Linked DNA regions of Mus musculus: region 1 is linked to region 2. Evidence: chromatin contacts called from public Hi-C data. All regions are on one chromosome and are shown on one strand. Each heading gives the region's core, a stretch centred on a gene start, on an enhancer-like site or on the middle of the called end of the contact. The rest is flanking DNA. Distances are from core to core; before and after follow the strand shown. Region 1 overlaps Itih5 (inter-alpha (globulin) inhibitor H5). Region 2 holds the start of Itih5 (inter-alpha (globulin) inhibitor H5).

Evidence for each region. Hi-C and Micro-C count contacts between places; a contact is called where the count stands out from the background.
Region 1: a contact with region 2 is called in a Hi-C map of uterus. The contact joins the enhancer-like site here to the promoter of Itih5 in region 2. A contact is called at or near these places in 1 of 39 promoter capture datasets (embryonic stem cells), 13 of 484 Hi-C or Micro-C datasets (the HL-1 cell line, Sertoli cells, beige adipocytes and 7 more), 4 of 115 datasets of contacts at active chromatin or transcription factors (astrocytes, double positive thymocytes, embryonic stem cells and 1 more) and 1 of 9 other capture datasets (adipose tissue).

The regions. Positions count from the first base shown.
Region 1 is chr2:10,215,232-10,219,560 of GRCm38.p6, forward strand. The region is part of intron 7 of Itih5 (inter-alpha (globulin) inhibitor H5); the gene reads left to right. Among named protein-coding and RNA genes, the nearest start is that of Itih5, 64 kb to the left of the region's middle. Within about 2 kb of position 1,465, at least 88 of the 459 cell types and tissues checked have an H3K27ac peak or open chromatin away from gene starts, as enhancers often do. A contact at or near this core is called in adipose tissue, astrocytes, beige adipocytes and 4 more, where this site is marked.
Region 2 is chr2:10,150,387-10,155,284 of GRCm38.p6, forward strand. Itih5 (inter-alpha (globulin) inhibitor H5) reads left to right here and starts at 3,157. Exons shown (of 14, transcript NM_172471.2): 1 at 3,157-3,369. The coding sequence starts at 3,280.

The DNA.
Region 1 (4,329 bases), core at 215-2,714, 63 kb after region 2:
CAGACATGCAGTGTGCTGTGTACAGGAGGATGCAGCTTCCAGAATTAATGATGACTCTCAGGAAGAAGGTGTGTTGCAAACCCCCAAGGAGAGTACGCCTAAACATCGGGAGGGACTAGAAGGAAATGATCTTGTGGCATCACACAAAGGAAAATTAGTATAAAGCACTGGGCATCCCGAGTGTCTGTTTAGATACTGGACAGCACTGTTCGCATCCCCATTGGAAGAATTCCTGGGGATTTGTGAACTTCCTAGATAGGAGTAAATAGATAACTTCAGGTAGGTTAGTACCATCGTAACTTTTGAAGTGATATATTTTTATGTTATTTGTGTGAGTGTCTGCCTGAATTATGTATGTATGGTGCATGTCAGGTACCCACAGAGACCAGAAGAGGAAGTCAGTCCCTTGGAACTCAGTTACAGATGGCTGTGAGTGCTGGGAACCAAACTTACATCTTCTGCAGGAGCAGCCAGCTCTCTTAATCTCTGAGCTGCCTCTGCACCCCCAGAAGTCATGGTAACTACTTATGACCACTGTTTATGCCCGCTTGTTTGTTTATGTGGTGCTGGGATTTGAACCCAAGACTTCACGCACGCTAGGTAAGCACTGTACCCCTGAGCTACAATTCCAGCCCAGCAGCTCTACTACAGTTCTGTAGAGGAGTCATAGATAACGCGCTTAAGTAGGAGTGTCGTGTTCCAATTAAACTTTTTTCTCAGCACGAACTGAGATCTGGGTTCTTCCATGAGTCCCAGTGTGTTGACTTATCACCTAGTGCAATGACTAAGCCGCATGTGGCTTGGGTCATTTCATTTTGCTATTCTTATCTAGCTGCCCTTGCCAACAGGGTATGCATGTTTCAGAAATATATTACAAAATAGAGATCTAGGACATGAGGCAGTGTATAAGGACAAGGAAAATGTGTGTGTGTGTGTGTGTGTGTGTGTGTGTGTGTGTGTGTAAGTCTGTCTGTCTGTTTGTCTGAGCCAAGATATGAAGTAATTAATAGATGAACAAAGGCCAAAATAGTTCTCTCAGGCCATTCCCAAGACCCAAGATCTATAGTTTCAAGGAAAAAAATGTTCTCCCACATTGACATCATAGATACTTAAGTTTTCAGTTATTCAGTGGGTATGTAAGTGTCTGAAAGTGTGTATGCACTATACCACTGAAGCGGGGGTCAGAGAACAGCATGCTGGAGAAGTTTTTCTTTCTCCTTTTACCACGTGGGTCCCCATAGTAGAATTTAAGTCAACCAGAAGGCAGCAAAGACCTTTACCTACCAGCACATCCTGCTATCACACAGCTAATGTTAAATAACTTGGAGTCACCCCATTTAACAAGTTGTTTTTGAGGCACTGAAGATTTATGTAAATGAGGTCATGTTTCCAAGCACGGAGCATTCTGAACGCAGCTTCTGGCTGCCACACAAAGAACGCTTGTGGGTCAGCGCTCCAGCACTCTCCCTTCAGCCAAGCAGGCTGCAGTCTGTCAGCATCAGAAATCAAGGCACCAGCTGCTAATGGCTTCTCTCTTTCTGCTTCCTGAAAACAATTTCCCCCCTACTCTCCCACTGGGATTGGCAAAGTTCTCCTACAAAAGGGCTATAGAGAGGCTGAAAGGGAACCACTGCAGGTAACAGAGAGATAAACACTGTAAGCCAGAGACTTAGATTCTCATCGAAAAATGCTTGTCTGAGTGTCAGAAATCTTTGTCAATCCAGGGACTTCACAGCCTTGGCTGAGTGATTAAAACTACAACTTAGTAAATTCCTCAGAGCTGACAGGGTGCAGCCACCCCCTTCTCTTGTTCAGGACACCTGACTCTCTCCCCTCAATGGTATCCATCTTGGTTTTGACCCCAGACTCAGATTCTCCAAGCATATGACTTTGTGCTGTCAGTAGGTTGTGAGTTGGGGTTGAGGTTTGGGGGGTAGTTTACAGAGATAACTGGGCTCCTGATCTCACAAGAATCCAAAAGAAACAGAATAAGATAAAATCGCCACGCAAAATCCTCAACAACAGAGATGGAAGCTTTGGCAACTGTACCACAGGGTGGGTAACGGTTCTTAGGGATGAGATGAGTGTATATGTGGTGGGGGCAGGGGAGGACAGGAATGCTGAGTTAGAAGGTGTCTTGGAAGTTGTTTGAGTGAATGAGATGAGCATGGGGGAAAAGACCTGTGCAGGCAGACTGGTAGCATCTACAACAACATGGAGTGATAAACTTAGTGTTAACGTTCAACACAACAGAATCTAGAATGATCTGAGAGACAGGACTCTGAGCATGTCTATGGGAGAGTACCTTGATTACACATTAATTGATGTGGGAAGACCCATCTTAACTGTGAGTGGGGCCATTCCTTGGACAGGGATCCTGTGTCAAACAGGAAGTGGGCCACATTCTGTGCACACCTCCATTACTCTCTGGGTTCTGGTTGGGGATGCTCAATGTGCAGCCACTTCCTGTTTCCACAGCTGCCCCAGCTTTCCCATCATGAACCGTGAGACAGAATATACCTTCTCTACATGAAGCTGTCTTGTCAGCTTGCTTTATGGCAGTGGCTGGGAAAGTAATCTGTGGAGACAGAGAACAAGTAGATTCAAGAAAGAATGTCCCACTGTAAGCCACGTTAATAGAGGACATTAGCATTTTGCTGGGGAGGAGAAATGCTGAACATTCTCACATTATTCAAATCCATGCCGTTGTGTAGATAGTGAAAGAATCCTGGGGATAAGAAAGAGCTGAGTCGCAAAAAAATATTAATGACAGAGGAGAGAAAGGAGGAGCTGTCCTTGGATGCAGTTTTCTTGGCAGAACAGGGATGTGTTTGCTGGAGGAAAAACGCAAAGGAAGGTTGGAAACAAGAAATTAATGTGCTACAGTTGGAAGGGTCCAGTGATAGCTTTGATAGTTTTGGAGTGGATGATATGAAAACTTTCCTGACACAAATATTTGTAAAGAAAATCAAAACAGAACAAGAGCTTCAAGTGTATAGCCGAGCTGCCAAACAAGCAAACTGCACCATAGACTCTCACACTGAAAAGCCGCCACAAGTGGTGGCTCACATCTATAATCCCAGCACTTTCGAGGCTGAGGCAGGAGCCTGGCTGTGCACTACATAGTAAGTTGTAGGCCAGTTTTAGAGTGAAATCCTGTTTCAAAATGGGAAAAGGGGAGATGGAAAGGATAAGAGAAAGAAGAAAGGTTCACTGAGAGCAAGTGGAGAGCATCTAAATTAAGCACTGCTCCTTCAGAGGGTGTTAGTCTCCACAGCTGGAGGGCTGAGCATCACCATGGGAACAACAGATGACACCGTGGGCCCTCACAGATAGAGAGTTGAGCTTGATATCTTGCACAGAGTTTGTTCCTTTGAAGGATCCACCTCCCTATAACATGAAAAAAATGTCTACCCACTATTGTGAGACCACAAATGGTGATTTGCCTCTGTAGTCCACAGGCCTGCTTGGGATGGGCGAGGGGGCTTTATTCATAACCATGAGTTGAAAGTAAAATAGACCTGAAGATATTTGGGATGGTGATCAAACTATGCAGTCGAGTGAGATCAAGGAACTCTCCGATAATGTATATAAAGGCCTTCGGGGCCTATGACAACCCAGAAGTCCTTAGCAGAAGCTTCTGGAGAGATATAAGTCCACGTTTCGGTCTCCTTTCAAGTAAATCCCTCTCAGGAGGTCCTCTCGGATACCCTTCCCCAGGCTCCTAAAACCAGATAGCGCAGAACAGAAGAATTAAGGGAGCTGCCACAGACCTTGGAACCATGTTTGAGTATGGAAGCCTGAAGGGGAGTAAGTACTCTGTAATTAAGAACCTCATGAATTGTATTTCCAGCAGACTAAGAGAAAAGTGATACAACTCTCCAGGAGGGGAGAGATGCCAAGCCTGGAGATGTGGACTTGGGAAATCTTCAAACAGAAGTAGCTGAAGAGTGGATGAGGTTCCTTTAGGGAGAGAGAGCCTAGGCCCTGTGAGAGGGGAAATGGAGAGAGGCAAGGGACGAGGAGGAAAGGGATGCTGTCCATGTGATGGACAGTTCTAGAATGGATGCAGATATTTTTTTAGAGATGAAATGTAGCCCAGTAATGATAGCCCCTTCTACCCATTGGCAGTCATGTCCAGTGCTGGTGATCTCATTGTTGAAGTGCCTTCTTCATCACAGGACAGGTCATGGTCATTTATTTGCCCCACCCCCAGTAGAACAGAAACCTGGTTCTGTATCTGTCATACGAATTGTAGAATGGGACCTGGTTAAGGTTGTCTGTTGTGTATAGTGTTGTGTAGACACACTGGGGAGAAGTTTGGGACTT
Region 2 (4,898 bases), core at 1,907-4,406:
CAAACAGAGGGACAGGGTTACTAACCCACAGTCAAAATTACTGACCCAGAATTGTTCCTGTCTAAAAGAATTGCAGGGACAAAAATGGAGAAGAGACAATCCCCCTATTCTTATGCATGAAACCAATATCTGTCAACAGTCTTGGAAAATTTTGCCAGATCTTATTTGGGTCTACAAACATCCCACAGAGGCCCAGGTGCAACAAAGAACAATAGAATACTACAAATTACAAATGTAGGTTTTTCTTTTTAAATGGGGTTACTTCCTGACACACCCATCATGAGTTGAAAACATCATTTGTATGCAAGTACATTTAAAATGTCGAATATTGACCATCATACCCGACCCTATCACAAACAGGCTAAGACTACTTCTATTAGAATATAGAATACAAAATCATCTAACCCAGCTTCTATTTTATAATCAAGTGTTGAGTGTCTCACACACATATTTAGATAGGTATTTTGTTGACCCAATGATGCATGAAACAAAACGTACACTATTCCAAAATATTGGCAATGTACTGTACTCAGGCAGATATGTCCAGCCTTTTACATTGCAACAAGATTGTCTTCAAAATTCATGCTTAACAACTACTCAATATAGTCATAAAAAAATCACAAAGGTATTTCACACTGTTTCAACTAAGCTTACACTTTTATACTGATCTGTCTTCATAGCCATCCTCAGCCATGGGCTAGACATACCTGCTAGAGGATATATTGGTTGTATATGCTAGAGGATATATTGGTTGTATATACTCATGGTTACACCGTTGATCTGAAGCTTCAGATGTCATGCTATTCCTGTATCATGGGATAACATAGCAACAAATATTGCTGGTCTGGAGGAAACATGAAACAAACCCCTAAACTCAAAGCACGCTCTCTCTTAAGTGTGTATTGTCACCGGGAGTGGTGGCTCATGCCTTCAATTCCAGCACTTGGGAGGCAGAGGCAGGTGGATTTCTGAGTTCGAGGCTAGCCTGGTCTACAGAGTGAGTTCCAGGACAGCCAGAGCTACACAGAGAAACCCTGTCTTGAAAAACAAAAACAAAACCAAAGCAAACAAACAAACAAACAAAAAGTGTGTATTGTCCTGGTCCACTATAAAGTCTATGGGTTGTAAGTGGGCCATTGTGAGCTGAGGCCCTTTAACAGACAGTGCAGAGCCTTTATCAAGGGGGCCAGTGTGGACAAGCCCTCTCCTTCCTTAGAACCTATCCACTCCATGTGTCTTTTGTCTCATTCCACTAATCAGAAGATTATCCCCGTGCTAACTGTGCAATGTACAATGCTAGAAGCTGTAAAACAGGCTGGTTTTCAAAGAACTTCTGATCTTGTCAAGAGATTGACTAAAAAGTAAAGGAGGTGTGTTTCAGTACCTTGGTTCCGGGAAGAGGGAGAAACCTCAGTCTAAAGAAAACAAAACACACTTCTTCATGTTGCTGCTGTGACTCTAAGCTAGAGAGTATTTGATAATAGGTAAAATGTGAAGCGGGGGTGGGGGTAGGGATATTGAGTATGGTCCTGTGTAACATTTCAGGATAAAAGGAATCTAAGAGATGAAGAAGATGGAATCCCTGGTCTGTTTAAGCCCCCAAATCATGGTAGCCATTACTGTCCCTCTTCCAATAACCTGATGTTGTCCATTGCAATGGGGACTCTCAGTTCACAAATAGTTATTCATCCCTGGGGGAGCTAGTGGAGAAGATCTGAGGGTTTTTTCCTTAGTGAGAATAGCAACTGTAAACAACCTGTTTGCTGCCAGGTTTCTATGTGGTTTCTGTGTGGAAACCTGGCTGGAGCAGCCTTTCTTCCTGCTGGCTGTGTGCCTTTTAAATTACTGGGTGATTAGGCTAATTAAATGATTAACGTTGACGACCAGGATCTTCCTTTCATTTATTTCACAGTAGCACCAAGTTTGCTTGTTCGAACTTCTCCTGATTTCTCTGCAGAACGAACACCATTGCTCTAAGAATAATAAGTGGGATGTTTTAAGAGGAGGTGGCTGCTCAAGCCATAATGCCTACTGTTGCTGATTTTTGTGAAGTGTATTCCTGTGTGTTTTTACCTAGTTATGATGTGTCAGTTGATGTGGTTCTGTGATCTGACATCCCTACACCCACCATCACACTGCCAACACTCTCTGTGTTTCTATAGACCTCATGATTATTATTGGCTGTCTAACGGGACATATCGTGCCTAGGATGGGGGCAGCCACTTCCCCATTTTTGGTCACAGAAGCCCGTTTCTCACCCTATCTAGATAGATGGAATTGCCAGAGACAGAGTATGTCTTTGAGACAACTGCCTTTTGCACTAAACACATAGCTACATTATTTGTGCACAGGGCAAAAAGACTGCCCCTCCCCCCACACCTACGGTTGCAAAAGGTCAGGCATGGCAGGTTCACCGGAAGTGGTTTTCCTGTGGCAAGTCAGAAATAGAACCAACATTCTGTAATCAAGATACATGCTACTCATTCCCCAGCTAAAATCCAAACAGGTTCAAATGTTCTATGTTCTCAAAAGCGAACGCAGGTTCTCTTTTCTGTCCTCCAATACCAGAGTTCATCAATTAAATGGGACAATGCAGCTTGTGTGCCTTAGACCATCAGTTGTCATCTCGTGTTATTTGTGACTCTAGCATTGGTGGCAGATACTAAGGGCGGGCCCCTGTCAACTTTAGACTTCAGGTGAGCTCTAAAAGCTGATCTGGGCAACAGGAATTATGCAAATCCTAAAGCGAAGGAAACCGGGGGATGAAGGGTTGGAGTGATGTACCTGGCAGCTACAGGCAGAGGAAACAAGTTCCACTGAAGTTTGTTGACTGCATGCAGGACAAAGTTCGCTTCGCTGTGCACTCAACTAGGGCAGGTCTGGAGTCTTTTCCTCCTGGAACCAAACATGGGAACCCAGTAGCTCCTCAAGCTGGAGGATGGAGGTGGTGGCCTGCAGAAAGCTGGCCTGCGGTCAACCTTGGAGCCCAGGGGAGGCAAAACTAGGATCATAGGGATCATAGGGTGAGTTGTGGGCGGAGCCAAGGATGCCCTCTAAACTCCCCAAGGGACAGAGAGGCGTGGCCTGGGGTAGTGGTAGTGCGGCGACAGGCGACAGGACTCAGGATGGCCTGAAGGGCATAAAGGGGGCGGGGACATTGATGGGCGGGGCTTTGGTGGAGGAAGGGCTGGATGCAGCGTGTTTCTCTGCAGCCGCGGCTCCTCCAACTCCCTGAAAAACCTTCGCTGTCCCAGAGAGGTCGCGCGCTCTGGCTTCGCCATGCTCCTGCTGCTAGGGCTGTGCTTGGGGTTGCCCCTCTTCTCAGAGTCCCAGGAAGAGGCAAGGAGTTGGGACGACACCTCGGAGCAAGTAAGTAGGGGAAAGAGCTGTGGGAGCCAGCGACTCTGTCCCTTCCCTCCATCTCCCTGGGGCTTATGGCTTCTGGACAGGCTGGAATTGATCTGTAGGATGCAAGGAAGGGGGGAGGGGGATCGCCTTCCTCTGGGTCTGCACTGTTTCTTTTCCCAGTCTTCAGCATGGGGACTTTCCCATCTGTTGGTCACTTGTGCTACTTCTGAGTGGTCCTCAGCGCCTGCTCCGTGCCAGATTCTCGCAGAGCCGTACATGGAACTTCAAAGTTGTGCAGAATCCAATGTTCTTGTTAGCTCCCGCTGCCTACCAGATTCCTATCCGTCCTTACAAATTTCTGAGAAGGCTCCTGCCCAGCAGTTCATTGAAAGTTTCCGAAAATCTTAGAAGTGTGAGATGGTTAACTGTTAGCTCTCACCCGGGAAGCGGGGGGGGGGTGGGGGGGGGGGTGGGGGGGTGGGGTCGATAGCTGATTAAAAGCCTTAAACTCCTGGAAACTTCAACACTCTCCACCCAAACATGGGAAAACCCAATTTGCCCTCTGGTTCTTATTAATTGTGAGTAGTTTACTGGAGGTCCCACAATTAAGCCAGTGTCAAGCTCAGGTACTTGGTGCATACGTCAGAGTTTGTGTTTTAAGTTCATAACCGCACAGATGACAACAGCTCTGCAAATGAAAAGGTTCAGTCCAGTGTCTGACCACTGGAAACGTTCCACGAAAACTGTCAAACAGATATGTCCTAACATCCCTGTAAGGATCCTGTAGGAGAAGCGAGCTTTTGTGGAGGTGTAGGAGAAAAGTAGGCTTGGGTCCAAAGAAAGGCTGGTCCCCACTCTGCCTACTCTGCCATTTACAGCTGTCCTGAGCACACTCCATATTTGAATGCAATGTATTTTCTCTGCAAGGCATGCTGTTCTATGGGGCTAGGGCTGGACTAAAGCCTGCTATTAACCCAGGCTGGCTTTGAACTCTCAGTCTTCCAGTCTGACTCTTCCAAATGCTGGGATTATAGGTGTGCATCGTGTCTGGCTTACAATTCCTTTTGAGCATATAGCAAGGACCTGGTATCCAGCAGGCACTCAATAAATGAGAGATATTTTATTGGTTAGGACTTGGCTACCTAGATCTGTATTCTAAACTGCCAGCAGGGTTGGCACTTGACATAGCTTCTGCTGGTAGGCTTCTACTGTGGAATTGCTGAGGGACGGAATTCAGAGTAAAGTTCTTGAAGCTTTGCGAGGGTGTAAGGGGAAGGGAATGTGGGAAGAACCAAGACAAAGAATCTTTCTGGGGACTAGAGATGGATTCAAGCCATGTTGTCTCCACGACTACAAGTGAGCTTAACACTTTCCAAGGTTTCTTTCTTAGAAAAAACATGGGATTTGGTGATTTCCTGTTATTTCCAACCCATGGCAACATTTATCTTGAAAATGACTAAATCAGACAAAACACACACACACACACACACACACACACACACACGCAAGTGAGAGAGAGAGAGAGAGACAGAGAGACAGAGAGACACAGA